Regions from separate parts of the Triticum aestivum genome. Here region 1 is linked to region 2. Evidence: chromatin contacts called from public Hi-C data. All regions are on one chromosome and are shown on one strand. Each heading gives the region's core, a stretch centred on a gene start, on an enhancer-like site or on the middle of the called end of the contact. The rest is flanking DNA. Distances are from core to core; before and after follow the strand shown.

Evidence for each region. Hi-C and Micro-C count contacts between places; a contact is called where the count stands out from the background.
Region 1: a contact with region 2 is called in a Hi-C map of leaf, with 5 times the contacts expected there. The contact joins the promoter of LOC123091476 here to the promoter of LOC123091475 in region 2. A contact is called at or near these places in 3 of 5 Hi-C or Micro-C datasets (all in leaf).

Annotation. Positions count from the first base shown.
Region 1 is chr4B:135,132,859-135,137,226 of IWGSC CS RefSeq v2.1, forward strand. It overlaps LOC123091476 (exocyst complex component EXO70A1), which reads left to right and starts at 1,698. Exons shown (of 12, transcript XM_044513005.1): 1 at 1,698-2,179; 2 at 2,290-2,385; 3 at 3,111-3,316; 4 at 3,423-3,653; 5 at 3,787-3,925; 6 at 4,017-4,229. The coding sequence starts at 2,012.
Region 2 is chr4B:134,791,900-134,796,425 of IWGSC CS RefSeq v2.1, forward strand. It overlaps LOC123091475 (proline-rich receptor-like protein kinase PERK2), which reads right to left and starts at 2,320. Exons shown (of 1, transcript XM_044513004.1): 1 at 1,212-2,320. The coding sequence starts at 2,015. The coding sequence ends at 1,428. LOC123091474 (two-component response regulator-like APRR3) reads right to left here. Exons shown (of 8, transcript XM_044513000.1): 6 at 4,295-4,526; 7 at 3,322-4,102; 8 at 2,837-3,189. The coding sequence ends at 3,076.

The sequences.
Region 1 (4,368 bases), core at 448-2,947, 340 kb after region 2:
CTATGACACCTAAGCTCCTCGACAACGCCCCCGGGAGGGAGAATGACGCAAAGGTTTGCCACTACCGAGTCCACCATGATTGCAGTGAGAATAATAAAGAGCTTAAAAGTAAAGACATAAATAAAACAAGTGAAAGTATACAGTTTGTTGTCAGCAATGAAGAGGTTAGACACGTAGAAACTTCAGATCATGGTGTACATCAAGTGTGCCAAAGCGACAGTAATACCAGTCACCTTGTATTGTGATTCTAGCGCATAGGTTATTTTTCCTGTAGGCAGCTCATACTTGAATGGTCGAACTCCTTCATGCCAAAATCGTTCTCCCCTATTGTCCTGCATCAACGTTGCCATAGCATGGTTGTCTCTGCAATTAAGGTCCTAAGATACCAACACATATCACCTGAAAGTCACGAATTCACTAAACAATATGTTTTACATGCGTAGGTTTTCGAATCATGTTGCATGTGCTCTTAAATTGGACAAGACACAGTATGCTTGCCACAGATAAACAACTTACTCATCAATCATAGAACTATTATCACACATGACGACATATAGAATAGGCACAAAGTGAATCTCGTCAATCCCATACATCTCCCACGCCTACGGGGAATTGCTCACATATGAGAGGGAGATAACCAGACCCTCCTTACAAGGAAAAACCCAACTTCTAGTCATGTTGTATTGATGTATAGAGGCGTACAAAGTACATGTGACAATGGAGGGATTCTAACTAAATGTCAGGTGTATCGACTAGCTCAGCCCCGGCTTATAAAGGATACTAGGGCCCTAGTGTTTTCCTAGAGCAAGACTTCTCAAATCTTCTTTCTATAGAGCCCATGACCATCCAAATCAGCCTAGGGGACCTGGGGCGGCCTACTTGGGCTGATAACCAAAGAGGTGAAATACCACATAACACAATCACACACTCCGTTTCTAAGTATAAGTCTTTCTGAAGATTTTAATATGGACTACGTATGGATGTTTATATTTTTTTTGAGCATCAGTACAGACACAAGCGCTCATATACACACACATACACTCACCCCTATGAACGCACACACGCACACCCTACCCCTATGACCACCTCCGAGAGACTGAGCCGGCATATCATCTTGAGATTTACGAAGTCATCGTAGGCGCCTCGTCGTCGACGGGAACGTCTCCTCCCACTAAAAGCGCATCGCCGAAAATCCTGAAATAAATCCAGGAATAATGCGAGCACCAGGATTTGAACCCTGGTGGGTTGGGGATACCACTGTCCACCTAACCAACTCAACCACAGGTTGATTCGTTACGTATGAATGTTTATAGATATACTTAGTATAGATTCATTCATTTTATTTTGTATGTAGTCCATATTAAATCTCTACAAAGACTTATACTCCCTCCGTCTCAAAATAAGACTTGACTTTGTACTATTCTTAGTACAAAGTTGAGTCTTATTTTAAGACGGAGGGAGTATTTAGGAACGGAGGTCAAAAGCGGAAGTTTCAAGCGTCGCCAATTTGAAGCTCCTGAACTGTCTTCACGCTCCAAGTCTGCAAACAAGCAAAGGCTGGTCCTCATGGTTACCCGGTCCACACCGCCACGGCTCTCGGCGCGCCCGAACGACCGGCGCCCGCTAACCACCACTCCCTGGACCCACTCCGTGCACCGAGCCCATCCCCGCCGTCCGGGCGGTCCAGGTCAACACGCGCCCGAATCTCGGAGCGGAGGGAGGCGTTCGAACCATTCTTCTCCTCCTCCCCGCGGCGACACAACCACGTCGTCGCCGACGACCCCGCCCACCGAATCGCGCCTCTCCACCGTTCCCGCCAACCTCAAAGCCTCCGCGGCCCTTCCGGAGGCTTCCAGAAGGATCTCCCTCGGGGACGGCGCGCGTTCGGGGGACCCCCTTCTCGAAGCGCACGCATTTCCCGTCTCCCGCTCGAGATCTCCCAGGCCGGCCTCGGAGCGCGGAGGGGCGCACCGCGTGATCCGCGAGGAGGAGGAGGCTTCGGGGAGGGAAGATGGCGGTGTCGGCGCTTCCGCGGACGATGGACGCGCTGACGCGGCGGGCGACCATGCTGCGCGACTCGCTGCACAAGAGCCAGGGGAACACGGACGGCATGGTCGCCATCCTCGGCTCCTTCGACCACCGCCTCTCCGCGCTCGAGGCCGCCATGCGCCCCACCCAGGTCCCCCCGCGCGTCCCCTCCTCCTCCACATTCCAGTCATCCCCGTTTGATTCGATTTCGCCTCCGCTCGACTGACCTGGTTCGTTTTTCTCTGGTGAAATGAAATGCAGGTGAGGACGCATGCGATCCGGATGGCGCACGAGAACATCGACAAGACGCTCAAGGCCGGCGAAGCCATCCTCGCCCAGTTCGACCTCACCCGTCGGGTACATGAACATCGACCCACCGCAAAATTTTCAAACATTTTACCTGGATGTGTGGCGGTCAATTTGTTACAATCTTTCTTTTTTTTGGAAGACGTCTTGTGGATCTTTCGGGAATTGAAATGTGCCGAATGAGCGCCTGGTGGTTGCAATGATTAAAATTTGTTGCGGTATTTAATATGCGTTGTGTGGGGTATACTACCATGTTAAATGCAATCATCACCGCCGTCATTGAAACAAATATGGTTTTCCTTTATTCCTAATTAAGATAATACCATTCGTACATTTTTGTTCATTGAAACAAATATGGATTTTTGTTGTCTCAACATAGCCGGTCCCAAGCCCGGGTAAAGGAGGAGGGTTGTGATAGGCTTGGCGAGCCAACGCAAAAACTCAGTCACTCTTATGGAGATGAAACCCAAAGCCTACCCCAACTTGTTTGGGACTAAAGGCTTTGTTGTTGTTGTTGGATTTGGAAGATCCGGTGAGTGATATAGTTTGGCACTTTTAGGTCATTAATTTGGGTCACTGTAGATGATTGTTTCATCTCTTATCAAGAGTTGTCATTTCTAGATCATCTTGTTATGTCAAAATGACAGCGATTTCTCGCAGAAAGAGGAGGAATGGAAATGATAGCTATCTGAGCTGATGCGAATATGATTGTTTGCAAAGGCTTTGATTTTTGGGAACTTACTAACTTTGTGTAAAACATTGCTTTCAATCTTTAGGCCGAGGCAACGATATTAAGAGGTCCCCATGAGGATTTGGAGAGCTACTTGGAGGCAGTGGATACGCTGAAAGGAATCTCCCGCTTCTTTTCCTCGAATAAGAACTTCAGAAGCAGTGAAGGAATTCTGAATCACGTCAATGGTCTGTTAGCGAAGTCTTCTCTGAAGATTGAAGAAGAATTTAAGCAGCTGATGGGTACGTACAGGTAAGATAGTCATTCTTATTGCAGACTCATGCCAGAACTACATTCATGTTCATTTCTTATTGTCAGTAAAAAAATGTTGTCTACGATGGTTTATCTGTTCTTTCAGCAAACCAATTGAGCCCGATCGTCTCTTTGATTGTCTACCCAAGTCTCTGCGGCCATCAAAAGACGACGAGGATGAGAATGCTAACCAGTCTGACCATCCATCCAAAGGCTTGGAAACTGCTGTATACAAGACCCCGACACTAGTTCCTCCAAGAATACTGCCACTCATGAATGACATAGCTCAGCAGTTGGTTCAGGCTGGAAATCAACAGTCATGCTACAAAATTTACAGGTAGGTTTGGATTATGGTATCCAAATCTATTTCCTTTTTCTACTTCCTTTCTTGATTTCCGTCCAGTGTCTCCTGACTCCTGAGTTACTAACACCTTGTGCAAAGTCAAGTTAAATTTATCCTCTTTCTTCAGAGAATCCCGTGGTTCAGCACTAGAGTCGAGCCTTCGGAAGCTGGGAGTAGAAAAACTTACTAAAGATGACGTGCAAAAGATGCAATGGGAGGCTTTGGAGGCTAAGATTGGAAACTGGATACAGTTTATGCGTATTGCGGTGAGGGCCCTTCTGTGAACAGGTCAATATTGTGTGTGCTAGTTTGGACTTAAACAAAAAATCATCCTAATATATTATGCTTTTTGAACAGGTTAAACTACTACTAGCTGGAGAAAGAAAAATCTGCGATCAGATTTTTGAGGGTGGCAACTTTAACAAGGACCAATGTTTTGCAGAAATGGCAACAAATAGTGTCGTGACTCTTCTCAGCTTTGGAGATGCTGTTGCGAAAAGCAAAAGGTCTCCTGAAAAGCTGTTTGTATTGCTAGACATGTACGAAGTAATGCGTGAACTTCAACCGGAGGTATTCGGGGAGCAATTTTCTGTACCTTCCTTCCCAAATGCTTAATTTCTTCTGCTTGCAGATTTATTTATGGGGTTCCGTGTCATTGTTGTTTTCTTTTCAACTTATGCTATGATGCTTTTGGTGAGCACTACCAAAT
Region 2 (4,526 bases), core at 1,070-3,569:
GAATTGGTATGCGACGACTTTGAAGTTTGCAAGAATCATGGGAAATATCTTACTGAACTTTTCTTGTTTAAAGCATCCTATTACACTCTTTTCCTCTTTATGAGTTTACTTTACAGGTTCTCATCAAGATTTTTAATGAGGTTATATCAACATGAGATCATTTGTCATACTCCCTCCATTCCTTAATGTAAGGTGTATAATTTTTGGCACGGTGACCAAGGCACATAATTTTACACAATTTTGGACGAAACTAACTTTGGCTAAATCAATGATTAGCGGCAAGTAAGTCATTTAGACTTGGAAAGGAAGAGATACACGCAATTGGGGGAAAGATACTTTCCTTTTCTTCTCTATAATGAGAGATAGATGCAATTAGAGGAGAGATTCTTTCCTTTTTATGGAGGGCTAAAGACGGAATTAAAAGAAAGAAAGAAACGCACCTTACATTGTGAAAAAAAATCGACAAACATAGACCTTATATAAAGGAACGGAGGGAGTATTTTCTAGTTTCCCTCATACGGCATAACTATTGTCCTCTAAACTCCATGGGTTTCTCATATTAAGTTAAAAGAGACAATAGCCATTGTATGTTCTATCATTTTCTTCTTATTTTCTTATTGAGTTTGAAGGAGTTTTAACGAAATGTCGCACCACAAAGTTTTTAGAGGAGCCTTGATTTCGCACAATGATGTTTATAAAGATAGCATAGACTAGGGGCGAGAGTGTGGTCATGGCTTAATTAAGCCATGTGTTAATTAATTATAATCTCCCCTGTCCCTATTCATTATGCATGTTTTTTTTTTTGCGAATGCACTATGCAACGATTCACTCGGTTCATTCCAGTTCCAGGCCATCGTGTTCGTATGATGCTGCATCCCCTTTAGGCCTATCATCTATACTCGAGAAGGACATTCAGGGCGCCGGGAAGGGCAGGGGCAGCCATGGATGATTTTCTCCATCATAGTCAAACATATCAAATTTTGGTAGTCTGATGGCATGTTGTAGTATCCGAACAATGTAGCATCGTTTACGTTGTTGCATGGGTTTGTAAGAATTTGAGATATGCTAATTGAGGTGTTCGATTGTGAGATTGGAGTTTTGAGGCTTGATCGGTTAGTGTCCGCGGACGCGAGAGCGTTTGAGGGGTCGGATTTCCAAAGTCCGGCTGTAGATGCTCTAAAGGGACTAATTAGGACCAAAATAAACAGTACTGTATGCACTTGTAATAGTTAATAATCAGCAGTACCATTACACCAGGAACGAATTACTAGACAGAGTTACAACAAAAAAAAGGAATTACTAGACAGTGGAAGTGCTGGTAGCTTCTGAATCTGACGAGGGAAAGGGAAAGGAAGTGACAGTAGTGTACTATAAACACACGAAGAGTTCACCGGAATGGGCACGGCGACGCAACGGAGCCCAACACCTCACCTCCAAAAGGTGACGGCGGGCAGGAGCAGCGCGACGATGACGACGGCGTAGACGCTTGACGCGCCGCGGCTCCTGCTGCCCCCCGAGAGGTAGAAGTAGTAGTACGGGTTCGCCGAGGACGACGGCGGGGACGGCGGCGACGAGACGTGCGAGGACGGAGCCGAGGGAGAGGAAGACGACGAAGACCCGCCGCTGCTCTTCGGTGGAGTCGGCGACGGCGTGGACGGGGGCGGCTCAGTCGACGATGACGACGGGGGCGGCGGGAGCAGCAGAGTCAGATATGGCGGTGGGGGCGTGGACAGCGGGAGGATCGACGTCGATGGCGAGGGAGGCGACGGTGTTGACGGTGACAATGACGGCGAGGGAGACGGTGTTGACGATGACGATGACGGGGAAGGAGGAGCTGGCGGCGGCGACGTGCACACCGTGGGGCACGTCCCGCACTCGCTGATGCACAGCAGGCTCGCCTCCGGCCCTCCCGCCGCCGGCTGGCCCTGATCACCTCCGGCGACAGCCAGCTGGGCACCACAACACGCCACCAGGACGATCACCGCCACCATCGCCACCGCTCTTGGTCCCTCCATTGCCACCCTGACAGACTGCTCTCATGAGCTTGCTTGGTGCCGGTGGGGGAATGAGATTCCTGCGATCGGCTGCCTGTGGGCCGGAGCTGCCGATTTATAAGCCAAGAAGTGCAGTGCAGGAGAAGATGTGCGAAACTTCAGGTGCAAGCTGGGAGAGAATATGAGAAGCAGGGTGTAAAGAGAAGATGCTCCTCTCCTGGATTGGCACCAAACAAGTGATCCGTCTCAAGAAATCGGCCACCGTAATATATGTTTGTGACTGATACCTTGTCTCATGGAGCTCAAAAGTGCTAGGAAACTTTTGTAAGATAAGAGTGCCAGGGTTGGTAGATTGAGAAGTGCATGTGTAATGGTTTGCAGAGTGCAAGGCAGGTAAAGCATCTGCAGAAGCCTGGTTGGTTGGAGAAAGAACTCGGGTGAGTTGCTACTCTATTATGGCCTCAAAAGGTTCCGCAGCAGTTCCACAGGAAACTGTTGAATTACAGCAAGAACTGGGAAAAGGATAACCCGCCTTTCAAACAGGGGTTTGAGATGAAAGGAAAAATGTTGGCAGGATGTCCTTCAATCATCTTACATAGAGGAGGAAATACAGCTAAGGGAAAGCATAATTACATTGGGCATGCTCATGTGAGGAAGCAAGGCTTACTGACTACTCCCTCCGTCCGGAAATACTTGTCATCAAAATGAATAAAAGGGGATGTATCTAGATGTATTTTAGTTCTAGATACATCTTTTTTTTTGTCCATTTTGATGACAAGTATTTTCGGACGGAGGGAGTATAATCTAGAGCTACTGTAAGGATGTAACACACCACAAACATGTGACGGAAAATCTGAATATCTGCATTGATTTCCTATCCCCCCAGAGGATTTTCAATTCGACACTCTTTACAGGCAAACCATGTCAATAAACAACCGACAATGGAGTACACGGAACACTTGTACAAAAGGCTAACCCTGGAAGGAAAACTTTTGCCAGCCTTTCACTCTTACCAGTTATACTTTAAACGCCCCTCCCTCGGCTGGGAAGCAAAGTATCAAAAGTACAGTCATGGACATCACTAGTCTGTTTCCGCATCTTCTGTTGTTGTAGCTGACTTGAGTTTTTGGCTCACAAACTGCCCTTTGATTCTTGGTCTTTGCTCCGCAAGCTTCTTCCTGCTGTGATATCTGACCTGTAGAGCGAAAGGTAAACAGATAAAAGGGAATAACTGTAAGAAAAACCAAGTGTTTGCGGAAAAGAATATATAAGTGCGCATACATGATTTGTGAATTTGAAGACTATTTAGGTTTGTCAAACAGAATACCTTCTTCTCGAAGCATCTATCTTTCCTTTTCATGCGGAATTTCATCAAGGCAGCTTCACGACGAGACCGATCACTATCCAGTCCGTTGTAACCAAAGTTCTGGATGCCACTCTCGTTGCCGCTTTCTGGGGCAATTATTGTGTTGGTGTTTGTATCAGTTTCACCGCTCACAGTCCATCCACGGATATCCTGGCTACAACTAGCAGTCTGGTTATTGCGCTCTGCATGAGCTCTCAACAAGTCAATAGGTTCTCCTGATTCTTGGAGAATTTGTCTTGAATGATGCAACCGCTGATTTTCTTCTAGCTGTCTGTGTTCATCAATCTCTGACGGTTTACCAAGATTTTGATGGTAACTAGAATGATATGCATGCTGAATTCCCATCTGGTTGATGCCAGATGGATCACATTGCATAAAAGGAGGCTGTGTGTAGTATATCGGTGGCATAATTGCACTGTACTGGTACGGTATAGCAGCACCAACAGAAAGTGGAACAGGTATAAAGCCATACGGAGGATGACCGAAATTGTCCTTTCTAGGGGAGGAACTGCTTGTGCCAGCATCTTCTCTTGCACTGCTTGAAGACGGGATGGCAGGACCCACTGTGCAACTGTCCAAAGGAGCCTGAGCTTGCATTGTAATCTTGCATGTATTGTGTTCATGTGAGGGCAAAGTTCCACTAGACTGAACATTCTTGTCATAAACAGATTCTTGATGAGTTAAGTGGACAGAGGGAAGAGACAGTTGCTTAGCTGATGGCTCTATTCTTTTATTACCATACCTGTCATGTTGCAAAGCATGTGAGAGCATGCATAATAGAACTAACCAGTGTTGCTCAGGGTATATGTGCAAGCAATTGCTAATATCAACCTCAGGGTCTAAAATATGAAAACAGTGTTCTCAATGAAATAAATGACCATTCCAAGCCAAAATTATTTGGATCAAAATTTAAAAATAATGAACATGTAACTACCTTGAAAAGGCTGAAGAATTTGAGTGATTAAAATTATCCTTATCCCTCAGTTCTTGGTTCACATGACCATCAGAACGTTGTTGCTTTCCTAAGTTGACATCCAGCAAGTGAGAGGGGCAAGACTGGGGATGGCCGATCGCAGCACCCTTTGAATTTTCATGAAGGGTATTTTCCATGACAGGCTTGACAGCGTTATTCTTTGTGACTGGAGATTTGCATTTTTTGCTAGTTG